2 separate regions of the Dromaius novaehollandiae genome follow, and region 1 is linked to region 2. Evidence: chromatin contacts called from public Hi-C data. All regions are on one chromosome and are shown on one strand. The core of a region is the stretch at or near the end of the contact, and the rest is flanking DNA. Distances in the headings are between cores, read along the strand shown. Region 1 holds the start of LOC112993743 (olfactory receptor 52B2-like). Region 2 holds the start of LOC112993726 (olfactory receptor 52K1-like).

Region 1 (6,570 bases), core at 4,013-6,512, 310 kb after region 2:
TGGCACTGCTGGGGAACTGCACTATCCTTTCCATCATTAAGGTAGATCAGGGTCTCCATGCACCCATGTATCTACTCCTTGCTATGCTGGCTGTGGCTGACTTGGGCTTGTACACATCCACGCTCCCAAGCATGCTGATGACGATGTGGCTGGAGGCCAGAGAGGTCAGTTTTGGCATCTGCCTTGCCCAGATGTTCTTCATTCACACCTTCACAGATATTGAATCTGCCGTCATTCTGGCTATGGCCTTTGATCGCTATGTGGCCATCTGCCACCCCCTACGATATTCCTGCATCCTCACTAACTCAGTGACCATCAAGATATGTGTGGCAATCATTACGAGGACGATCCTTGTCCAGTTTCCACTCCCAGTCCTGCTGACCCAGCTCTGTTTCACCAGGGCCAGCAAGCTCTCCCATCCCTACTGTTTGCACCCAGACATCATCAAACACACAAACTCGGACACGAGGATCAACAGTGCCTATGGGGTTTTTGTGCTACTCTCCACACTGGGTTTAGACTTGCTTTTTGTCCTCCTGTCTTATGTTCTGATCCTTAAGACCATCCTGAACATTGCAACTTGGAGGGAGCGTCTCAAAGCCCTCAACACCTGCATCTCCCACATCTGTGCTGTACTGTTATTCTTTATCCCCATGATCTGCCTGTCCATGCTACACCGGTTTGGGAAACACGTGTCCCCCGAGGTCTACACTTTCATAGCCAACCTCCATTTCCTTGCACCACCCATCCTGAATCCCATTGTTTACAGTGTGAAAACCAAAGTGATCCGGAGACGGATACTGAGGATGTTCTGTCAAAGAGGGGTCCACAGCTCTGGGGCTGCCATTTGCTAGTAAAGCCAACATGATGGTCAGGGCTAACAGTCTTATGCAAGGTTAAGCCCCTGAGAAGACCAGCCAGGAGGGGGGAACATATCAAGCACTTTCGTCAGTGTAAGGACATGTGGAAAGTAGAGATATATGTAAGGCAAAAGATAAGCAGAAGGTAAAGGACATGTAGCTACCTGCAACATAAGAACTCATGCTTTGTAAGGATGTCTGGTTGCCAGCTCTTCAGCATATAAACAGAGATAAGAGAGAGGAAAAGTAACAAAGCACACCTAGACACGCAGACCCTAAAATAAGGAGGTAACAGAGATGATACCAAAGCCCACAACTATCAGGTCACTGATTGAGGGGCCACTGAAGGAACCAGGAGGAACAAGGTTCAGCCAGATCTCTGCAACTGCCAAGAAGGGGGGGAAGAAGATTATCATGGGTCACATGGGAAAGGGCAAACTAATTATGGGATATTTGAAGGTGCTTGTGGGATTGCCTAAAACTTTATGTGGGAAGCTTTCAGGGGCTGCAGGAATGTGTGAAATGTATTATGCGATGTTTAGGAGAAGGACCAAAAGCAGGCAAAAGGAGGGATTAAGATGAACTGGGGAGGAACCAGCATGGGAAAATGGAGGGGCAGGGGGTGAAAGGGGCCAAGCAAGTGTAAATAAGTTGCTGGTCAGCGTGCTTGTCTGGCCATGCCTGTGCTTGATCAGGCTGTCCTGGCTTCCCATTAAACTCCATTTCTAGCTATTTTCTGAGTGACCTTGCTCTCTAATCTCTGTGCGTGGGGATATGTGTGAGATTTCCTGGCAAACTCCAAGCTGGACTAATTGGTGAGCAGGAGGAGACCAGAATCTGGAAAGACCCAAGAATGGAGCTGGAGACTGGGTAACTGGAGCTGGGATCTGGGCACAGAGTCTGCACAGACCTATGGTCTGGTCCAGGGTTGGACAGGCCCACGGACACGAGAGTGGCTGCAAACCCAGAGAGTGAGGGTTTGTGTCCTCTCCTGAACAGCTGGAGCAGAGGGACAGGACTGGGCTGCGTAGTTGGTGCCTATGGGGGTGCTGCTGGTGTTTATGCGGTGCCAGGGAAGGCATGGCTCTACGCAATGATCCCTTCAGCCGGCCATGTGTGCAATGAGTGTGTGCGTCTGTGTGGGTGTGCCCAGTGCGAATGCATGCTCAGCCTTGCTGCTGACTGGACCCATGCACTCCAATAGCAGAAAACAGACTGAAAAGGAAAAATTCCTGAGTCTTAAAGTGCCCTGCGTTTGCCTTCCTTTAATTGTCAGCAAGTACCACCTGCAGGTGAACTTTCAATCTTGCAAAACTAGAGGGATGCTGCATGCTTACACATAAATACCATGCTTTAAAATCCCTGTCCATGATGCAGCTAGCTCTGCAGTGTGGCTGCTCAGCACCAGCAGTACCGGGCTACAAGGTCTGCAATCCTCCGGACTGAGCTGGGCCCCGCGTGGCCCGTGGGGCAGATCTCCCGGCCCCAGGGCAGGCCAGGCTGGTCACCGACTATTTCCTGGCTCCACCTGGAAGGGCATTTTAAACAGTTTACAGGATAAAGAACTGTTTTCAGCCAGTGTTTCTCACGGATCATGCACACAGTACTGTGGCAGGTAAATTCAGACTGTTCTCGGGAGACACTGTCACTGGGAAGTGATAAATACTTAAAACATGGTCTAGTGGATTCTTCCAGCTTTTCCAGGCTCAGATCCCTTGGCACACATCCATATAACCCATGAAGACAGACCTATGTGTAATGAAAGGACAAAGGTAAAGACCTGAGAGAGAAGCAATTTGGCAACTTCCAGTATCAAAAGTTTGGTTTATCGTGGTGAGAGCTTTGACCAGACGACATTTGCCCTGTGAACAAAGGCTTCTGCAGGCTCAAAAAGCAACAGGACAAATTCACAGGAGAAAAATCCTTTGATACCAGCATAGCGTCTCTGGCTGAGGAGGCCCCGTGCTCTTGCTCCCAGCATGAGCACAGAGGAGGAGCACCTCTGCTTGCTTGCCTTGCTCTTAACGTCTTCCCTAGGCGTCTGTTAGTGGTGGCTGTAGGGTCACACAGACCTTGGTCTAGCTCCTTGCAGCCGTTCTCACGTCTGCTGCCCTGGAGCGAGTTTCCTTGGCTGCGAGCCAGCCGTGGTCTTGTTAACAGCGTTTCTTGCAGCGTGGGGGATGCGCGAAGCCAGGACCCACCTCCCAGCACGGCTGGGAACCCGCAGCTCCCTGGCTGACCTCACGTCTGCCACCAGCGCTGCCCATGGAGCCTGGTGCCAGCTCACACTCCCATTTCCGCAGGGCAAAGTCTGGCGATTCGTGATGAATCGCCCCGTGGTCTCCGCGGTGGGGCCGTGTGCGGCTCGTTGCCTCCCTCTGCTGGGTGCAGCCCAGCAGGTTCCCAGTGGGAACCACTGACCCTGCAGCCTGTAGACTGGGTGGCTCTTTCTACAGCATCAAAGCCCTGTTCCCATCAGCTCGTGGTGGGGAGCAGAACTGCCTGTCGCGCACAGCTCGTCGCATAAGCAGGGGGTGGTGGGGTTATCGCCTCCGTTTCTACTCGTGGGGAAGGACACGGCAAGTCGATGCTGCCTCACAGCTTGCCCTATCGCGGTCTGCCCCATAGTTTCTGTGTCCCATGTCAGGACTTTCACTGAAAGGTTGATTCTCCTCTTATTTCTTTTCCCACTTTCCTGTTTTTTCTGGAGCAATGAGAAAGGCTAGAAATAAGGAGGGTCCTCTCCTGCGTGGCTTACAGAAGACATTTCATCGTCAGTTAAAGGACGCCTGTGCACAGAGACCTGCACACACACCTGTGACTACGGCTGCTGCTTTCAAACAGCAGCTGTGCCTTGGTTTTGAGACTTTGAGATTGAAAACACAAAAGCTGAGGAACTCCAAACCTGCACCCACTTCTCAGGCCCGAGCTGCGGGTTGCCACCAGTGCAGGACAGGAAAGAAGAGCCCCTGGAAGCTGCTGGGCAATGCAGACAACTCTGCCATGGCTGGGTCTGCTCTGGACTGGGCCCCTGAGGGCAGCAAGGGAGAGAGAAAGGAGATGAAATCAGCCCCTCACCCTGGCAGCCCGCGAGACCTGTGTACCACTGACTCGCCTGCAGGGAGGGATACCCGAGTGAGGAGTGGGCCGTGGAAAAGGACAGTTTTACCAAGGTGAGATTGATTTTCAGGCACTAGGAAGCGATTTGGTGCAAAGCCGCAATGTAACCCAACTGCAGCATGATGCAGTAGGGATCTTTTTGTGTGGGATTCATCTGTGCATGAACACACGAGAGTAGCAATTGCTCGTGGGTTCATTAACCTCCAGGACTAGGGCTGGAACCAGCCACCCGGAGCGCAAAGGGCCTCTCACCCGACAGAGACACTGCAGTAGCAGAGGTGTCCTGAACCACAGGTAATACAGCAAGAAAACTGTGATCCAAGGACATAAAGGAAAGAGCTGTCACAGTGAGTGCGAGTAGTCTGTGTTGACTAGCCATTAAGGACAAGCAAATTTTAAAGGGGGTGTTTTCTGAGTAAATAGCTGGATGAGCGACTCTGGTACCTGTCTGACCAGCTTGCGTTCAACCAGCTTGACTCACATTTCCCGAGGCATGTCCGGACATAAGCCCTGAAGCCTTGTGCTGGTCCACATGGATGCAGGCATAAATGAGCTGCTGCTCTGCTTGCACTCCTTTCTGCTTGCACAGGAAAGGTAGAAAAAAATATCTGGCTAAAGGCAATCTGTGTGCTTTTATTTCAGCAACTAAATCTAGATTTAGTGCTTAATTTAAGGCACCCAAGTTTGACTTTCCTTATACTTTTATTAGCTTCCATTCCCCCACATCCTTCCTCTGCTCACCCACCTGTTCCCCATTCCTACTCTTTATTAATATTGGATTTTCTTTTTATGTCTCCAAAGAGAGTCCTCATAGAGTACAAGCCAATGCGGAACACTGAGACCGAGAATGGCAGTGAAAGCAAGGTGCAGAGAGCAGACACAGTTACTGTATTAATCACAGTGATGCTAGAAGCAGCAGCATTTGCATGCCCACACGGGAGGCAGAGGAAGGCTAGAGATAATGATCACAGCAGATCCTTTATCATTGCTGTAGCATTAGCTGGAAGAGATCAGCATCACTCATCCATGTGTCTGAAGCTGTCCCATCCCATCTTCATCCCTCCACGAAGAAGGTGATGATACAGTGCTCTGATGACTTTGTGCACTCTCCCCCATGCCGCAACCTGAGAAAGCCGTGGAAGGTAATCTGTCACCTGGCAGCTCTTGTTAAAGGAGTTCCAGTAAAATACACTTTAATTTTGTATGCTTTTCACCACTTCTGTCCACTCAGCACCAACCAGAGCTCTGCAGCTCCCAGTTGCATGTGACCCCCCCCCCCCCTTGGGACTCTCAGGGACTGTATAAATATTGCCACCTCCCTGCCTGGTTTGAGACCTCCCTCATTGCTGGCTGTCACAGGAGCTGGTGAGTTGCTTGCAGTAGCTGTTATTTAGCAGGTCTATATGTCTGAGGTGCCTGGTTTGAGCAAGAAGGTAAAATTCTGCAGCCAGGAGAAAGTCCCCTGGCCCACTCCACGCTGCAGCTTTAGGCTCTGAGGTGGAGAAACACTTGTGTCCAAGCAGGGTTTGTCATGTAGGTGCGGCTACTTTGGGTCCGTGGTTGTTCGGACCAGAAAGGTGATTCACGTGCAGGGGCTACCTGCAGTGTTGCTCCCCAGGCTCCACCTGAATCAGCTTGGCACGCAGGAGATCACAGCCTGGTTCCAGAAAGCTGAAAGCCTGGCTGGTGTTCTCCAGCCTCCTCTTGTGTACTGCCCGGTAAGGGAACTGGACTGTGCGTTCAGAGAAGCAGAAGAATATCGGTTAGGGCTTGGGCTAAGGTCGCCAGACAGGCGATTGCCAACCAGGACAGCCTGGGATATGGCCCTGATTTCCTGCTGTCTGAGGGGAGTTCATGGTTCCCCTTCACAGTTTGCTTGTTGTTGCCCTCACTGGTAGCTTTGTCGCTTTACTGGAAATACTGCAAATCACCTTCTGGGTCGGGGTGAGCAGCTCACACAGGAGATGGAAGCAGAGAGGAGAGTCCCAGGGTAGCAGGAGGTAGAAAAGGTGTAACAGCCCCTTTCTCCGGCCACTTGTGTGCATACAGAGGACTTGACACGTGCAAACCCCCTGCACCACCGGGGCATGAGGAGTCAGGCTTGCTCACTGCACATGTTGCACCAGGCAGCACTGCCCAGGTTTGGGGAGCTGTGTCTCACCCAGCTGCAGTGCCAGCAGCCACCCAGACATTTATGCAGGGCCGCAATATTTGATCTCTGACATGGGAAAATGGTGAGGATCCTGAGTCCCCTTGCGTAAACTCTGTGCTGGAATTGTGGAGCTTACCTCTCTCCCAACAGCCTTACTCTGCCTTAGACCTTTGCTTCTGAATTTGCCTTAAAATTTAGCAGCTGTTCTGTCTCCCCAGCATACAGTCATTCCTTGAGATCTCCTGCTCTGTGGGTGCTGATCTTCCACTCTGTTTTGTTTTGCACAGACTCCTGGATTATGCTTTCGTACTGATGTCCTGCTGCCATCAGTAAACAGCTTTGTTGCTCAGGATGCTGCGTGAGCAGTCTCTGCCTTGCAGAGATCATAATCTGCTGCCTTGCAAAATGTGATGGGAATGAACGAGTGAGCAGAGAGTA
Region 2 (6,043 bases), core at 2,803-5,302:
GCTTGTCCAGCTGGGGTAAGATACCAAGTACTTCTGACCCTCAGCAAAGCTGTGGGAGGTGAACGTTCCCGGTGTCTCCAGAGGAGAGGTTCCTGCAGCACCAGTTATCCCTCCCGGTCACCCTGGGGTGCTGCTGTACCCCCCCGGCCGTGGTGAGCAGAGGCATGTTCTCAAGGAGCCCGTGGACCCTCAGGCGAGAGGTACTTGCTGTCCCCGCAGGGACCTCAGGATGCGCACGCAGCCTGATCTCCTCGGCCCTTGCACCACAGATGATGAGGATGGGTGGGAGGAAGGGGCAGCTGGTCTGCAGCAAGTTGCACGTGTCCTATGAGCCTGCCGGGCCACGACGGAGAAGGGAAGGCGGGAGGGACACGTGGTGAGACTTGCCAGCGGTTGGGTGCTGCAGCTGTGGACAGCTTTGCTGCGCAGGCTGCTCCGGTGCCGTCACCGGCAGGATGGAGGGCTCCCAGCTGAGCCCCAGGCAGGGGGAGAAGGTGGTGCTGGCGTGGGAGCAGGAAGCCGGATAACATCTGGGGCAGAACAGCATTGACCCACAGGGCCCCGTGGCAGAGGGAGGTGAGGCCGGCATGTCCATGGGGGAGCACAGGCTTTTCCCACCCGGATTGCATGGATAACTGCTGGGCACACGGAGGCAGGAAAAGGAGGAAGAGCAGAGCCTGAGATTCCCGGAGCCCAGGGAATCCCACGGGATGAATGCGGTGTTGGAGCCTTGTCGGGCTCTGCTCTCGTCCTGGTACAGCTGCCCAGGGCAGCACAGCCGTGCAGAGACCCGGGGATGTTTGTCTTGGTGTTAAAAGTGGTCTGCCGAGAGACCGTGATTCCGAAACAGGGTAGCTTTGCAGAGAAAAAGCATTGAAACGGCTGCGTTTGAGAGAAGCTCGCTCTTTCTGGCCGTTCAGGCTGAATAGCTGTCGCTGTGCTGCCTGGGCTCTTTGCTGAGAACATGCTCCTGACGGCAGAGCTGAACGTGGGGATCCTGGGGCTGCTGCAGCCCATTAGCTGTTCCCTGAGCGGCCGGCTGAGTCTGAGAAGCTCTGCTTGCCTGTCTTGCTATGGCGGGCAGGGAGAGCGCCTTGATCAGCGCTGAGATGCCTGAGATTTTTGTCTCTATTAAAGTCACGTGGGACTGATCTCGGTACGTCCAAATCACACAAGTCTTGGTCCGTGCAGGGAATGATTTTCCACCTACGCTCCTCCTTTGTGCATGGTGTCCTGTGCTATAAGGATTGCTCGCTGCTGTCACAGTAAGTTGGCACTGTTTTACGCACTGCATGACGTTGTAGGTTTCTGTAGGGTTTTTTTGCTTGTTTCATAGGTTGTCCATATTGGGCAGGTGTCCTACAGCCATGTGGATGTTCTCAGCCTTGTGTTATATTGTGTTAGGCTAGTTTTTGTAGCATTGATTTTTTTTTATTTTGTTAGACTAAAAATATCAAAACATCTGTTTCAAAAGGAAGAAAAAAGTACATCCTGAGAACTCAAAGGCTTTTGCAGTGGTGGGCAGAAAGCTCTGTGCATCAGTGACAGATCCTACTGCCGCTCTTCAGCCTGAGGCATTTTCTCTGCAAGGCTGAGAGGTCTGGAGTAGGGTACTGGGCACGAATAACAGTGCCGAATTTGGTCCCAAAGCATTGGCCTGGCTGAGAAACTGCAACTCAGCGCCACATGATGCGTTAGCTGGGAAACTCAGCAAGACTGCGAGAACAGCCGGATGCTTTTGCACATTAGGAAACTTTTCAGAATTATGATTGTTAATACTTAAATAGAAATGCCACTTTGCTGGACTAAACCACCCAGCTCTCCTTATTCCCCTCTGTGTTCCTCTGACCACCCCGTGCACCCTCCAGGGCACAAGTACTTCTGCCTGTGCTCCTCATCCCTGTGGCCTTTTCCCTTCTTCCCAGCTGCTGGAGACGTGATTTGCTGGTGATTGCTTTTGAATAGTTTCCTTTAGAGATGATTTGGGAGAGGAGAGATGAATGGTTTCTCCCATCAGGTGTTCAGTGGGTACGTAGAGATGCACTGGGACTGACCTTTAGATGTACTAGAGCATGCATGGATATTTCAGTCTTTAGCCTCTCTTCTGAAAAGCAAGGGTAGCCCATGCTTAGAAAAATCCCATCTGATCCAGGGCAGGAGGAAACATCTAAAAAAGCTTCCCATTGGCCAGCTGCACTTGGCAAAAGTATGTCCTTTTGGCTATGAACTGCACTCAATGCTTGTGCATTTACGACCAGTTCAAATTTAGATGCGTTATGTGAGTGAGGAGAGCTCCGTGTTAGCACTGTACACTTTGTTCTTTGTGTGCTGCGAGGTTTTTGCAGGAACTGCCATCGTAACACTATTTCTGCAGCCCCTCTCGTCTGGTGGGCACTGACGAAAGAGAATGAGGTAATTCCTGGGGGACGGGAACCGGGAGACGCGCAGGTGCAGTCTCCATGCAGTGCTTGGGATCTTCCCACTCTCGTGCATGGAGCGTCCTGGGTCGGGGTGTTTGCAAACCAAATACTGAGATCTCTTGCTGATCAGGAGGATACCTACCAGCAGGATCTATTTCCTCCTGCAATTAACACTTGCTCCAGAGGGGCCTCCACAAGCAAGGGAGGTCAGTCAAGCTGATCTTTCACATGCTTGGGTTGACTGGCAAGATCTCCAACAGGGACAGCTCCGAGGAGGCGGGGAATCGTAGCTGCAACATGAACCGTTAACTACTACCAAGTATTGGGACAGAGAAAAGCTACAGGACACGACATCCAAAGCCAGCTGTTCCCAAACTCTGTGCTGCATCTCAGATCAGGCTGATTTCAGTCAGCAGGAGGGGAAATCCTGAGGCTTGACAGTGCTTGACTGGCTCAGAGAAGCTGGAAATTGCCGGTTGGGCTGCATACAGTTTTTTTAATGGTTTGCTTTTTCTTGGACTTGCCCTTGCAATTAACTCTTGTCGTGTGTCATCGAACCCTTTTTCTGAGAAGAGGGTATTCAGAGCTCCATTACCATGGTGATGAGCGGGATGTTGAGTGTCTGCACGGGGAGATGTTATCTCTGCTCGCTTGTAGCTACCCACTTAAAGGGGATTGAAACCAACCCTCTTTTCTTCAGCAGTTTTAGCAGGTGCTCCCTGATCTCTTTGGTCCTCACACCGTAGATGATAGGATTGATAACACACGGCAGTAACAGGTATGTCACGCTGATCAGGTTGTGCACGTCCCCAGGGATGGACTTCCCCATGCGGTATGCTATCGAGGAGCAGAGGCTGGAGAGGTAAGTTGTCAGGATGACCATGAGGTGGGTGGCACACGTGTGGAAGGCTTTGTGCCAGATGTTCCCAGAAGCAATTTTCAGGGCCGCACGGATTATCCTGCAGTAGGATGTCAGGAGGAAGCCCAAGTCAAAGGTGATGGTGATGGCTCTCATGGTTAGTCCTACAATCTTGTTCCTGGCGATGTCCCCGCAGGACAGGCTCATCAAGGCCATGTGCTCGCAGACGAAGTGCTCGATGACATTAGAGTGGCAAAAATGCACCTTGGATGCCAGGATCACCACTGGGCTGACAAAAGAGATGCTCCTCACCACTGCAGCCAGGGATAACTTGGCCAGGTATTTTCTGGTCATTATGTCCGCGTAGCGCAGTGGGCTGCAGATGGCCACGTACCTGTCCAAAGCCATGAGGAGGAGGATGTTGCAATCCAGCATGATGAAGAAGTACAGGAAGAACATCTGTGCCAGGCAGCCCCCCAGGGAGATGTGGCTGAGATCAAAGATGAAACCCAGCAGCATCCTGGGCACAAACGTGCTGGAGCTGCAGAGGTTGACAGTAAGCAGCAGAGCGATCAGCAGGTACATGGGGGCATGGAGGCTTTCCTCCACCCTCACAGTGTAGATGAGGATGGAGTTTGCAGTGATAATCAGTAGGTACAGGCAGAAAAAAGGGATGAAGAGGAGGAATCTGGACTCTTGGACCCCAGGGAATCCAAGCAGGAGGAATTCAGTCTGGGACATGCTGGCCAAATCCGTCTGGTTCCAGCCTGCCATCCTGGAGTGTCAACCTGCTGCAAGGTCTCAGCTTTCCTGCAGCCAAAAGAAGAAAGCACAGTTTCTCCCTCTGCAGATACAGATCTCTCTTCTCTGCAATGAAACTCTTGTTATGCTGGGCAGCCAGGGAAACTTTGAAACTAAGAGCCATGAGAAAGGGAGAAAGCCTGAGAGATCTCGGACCAAAGCACATCCTTGCCGTATTCGGGAGCAAAGGTGACAAGGACACACGCACTTGTAGAGACACCGAAGCAGGGACCTGAGACAACTCACCCCCTTTTCCCCTCTTGCTTTACCTGGTCCTGCAGCTCAGAGCTTTACAGCAATACGGTGGAGGCTATGAACCTTGCAGCAGTAATATCCAGATCCGAAGGAATCCACTGCCTGTACTTTCTGTTCAGTTCCTTCGGTATCTGAAAGGCTGCAGAAGCCTTGAAAATGAGTCAAAGTTCTGATTATTTGTATTAAAGAAGCACTTACACACTCTGGTTTCCAGGAGTTACTGTGCTAAGTCCTGTTCAAACAGTTCTAGCCTGCCAGCAATTTTATTCACTAACCTGGAGGGACTGGGAGGAGGGAAATAGAGAATGGAGGAATAAAGTGGCTGCTTCAAGTCATAAATCAAGGCAAAGCCTGAGCTAGGTGTGCACTAAACCTTGCACTAAACCAGCAGCTATCTCCACCTGGGTGATGCTCAGAGCACCTTTCTCAGTAAGAAACAAAGCAGGTAGTATTCCTGTGAGGCAAAGAGCAGGTTTCGATATGCGCGTGAACACAGCGAGCTGCATTTATGTTGTCCATAAATCCATGCACACGTGTGCAAGCTACAGTCCTCCGTGCCTGTGCATTTTGATGGTGCACTGAAAGGGACTGGCCCCCCTGGACAGGACCCAAACAGCTCTCCCTCCTGCACGGGTGTTGATCCACGGACAACGTTAGCTTCTGACAGTCCTAGACATGGACCCCTCTCTTTTTCCACTCGTGCTCATGGCCGGTGCTGACCCTACTGGGACCATCCTATTTTCCTCCTCTTCTTCACCACTACCCTGGTCTAGGGTTGAAGATAAATGCTCTGGTTTCTCTCCCATCAAGTTTTTCTCTACCCCCAGCTCCCCACAGATGGTTTAGTATCGGTTTTAAGATTTAGCATTATTGGTGCTCCTAAGATGCCTTCAGATGTCACGAATCAGGCATGTGTTTTGTTCGGGGTGAGGAAGCAAGCGCAGGACACCTCACTGCTACGCTAGAACAAAAGAAAATATTCACAGCATGTTTTTGGCCCTGACAGAGCAAGGATGCTTTGGGAATCCTGATTAGTTTACGGCAGGGGTTATCTGTTGTGCTGCAAAGCTGAAGCCTGGGTCCTGACACAGCCGGTCCTACCTGTCCTGTGGCTCTGAAGAAGTTACCGGTGATAAACGCACGTTGCCCGGGAAGGCCTGGGGGAGGGCAGACAGTGAAGCCCTCGCCCTCCTCTCTCCATCGCTGCTCTGCCTCTTGCCTTTGCCCGTCTAACGGGGAGCTCAGTCCCTGCAAAGTCCCCTGCGTCGGGGCTGGTGCATGGGGCTGCTGCTACTGCGCGTGGGAGCGTTTGCTCTCCGGGGCAGGGGCTGGAGCAGGGGAGCCTTGGCTACGAGGCCATGAGCGCAGAGACGTGCTTCTCCTTCTTCTGGAAGGATGAAAGTCTTTGTGAGTGTTAGCAAAGAATAACTAAACGCAGTTATCACCACAACTCCTTTTGGAGGGCGGAGGTTAAACAGACTCAGGGTTGACGGAAGCATCTCAGCTTTTCTTTCTTTATCTTTAGCAGATCTTTCCCGGTCTGTTATTTCTTTTATACAAATGTAAATCCCTATTTTCCTGTTTTGAGCTGAGCACCAGTCCTGCCCCAGCACTGGCTAAAGCCTTCCTCTTCTCTCTGGGAACAGGCTGAAATGGGGAGTGCTAGGGAATTTCCCAGCTCAGGCCCCTGCAGGATGCAAGGTAAGAG

The links. A called contact is a pair of places that touch in the nucleus more often than the background predicts.
Region 1: a contact with region 2 is called in a Hi-C map of ovary, with 2.7 times the contacts expected there. The contact joins the promoter of LOC112993743 here to the promoter of LOC112993726 in region 2. A contact is called at or near these places in 2 of 4 Hi-C or Micro-C datasets (brain and ovary).

Annotation. Positions count from the first base shown.
Region 1 is chr1:218,631,087-218,637,656 of bDroNov1.hap1, forward strand. It overlaps LOC112993743 (olfactory receptor 52B2-like), which reads left to right and starts at 5,263. Exons shown (of 3, transcript XM_026117623.2): 1 at 5,263-5,345; 2 at 6,420-6,570. LOC112993747 (olfactory receptor 51L1-like) reads left to right here. Exons shown (of 1, transcript XM_064505323.1): 1 at 1-1,452. The coding sequence ends at 854.
Region 2 is chr1:218,321,477-218,327,519 of bDroNov1.hap1, forward strand. LOC112993726 (olfactory receptor 52K1-like) reads right to left here and starts at 4,053. Exons shown (of 1, transcript XM_026117603.2): 1 at 3,058-4,053. The coding sequence starts at 4,053. The coding sequence ends at 3,058.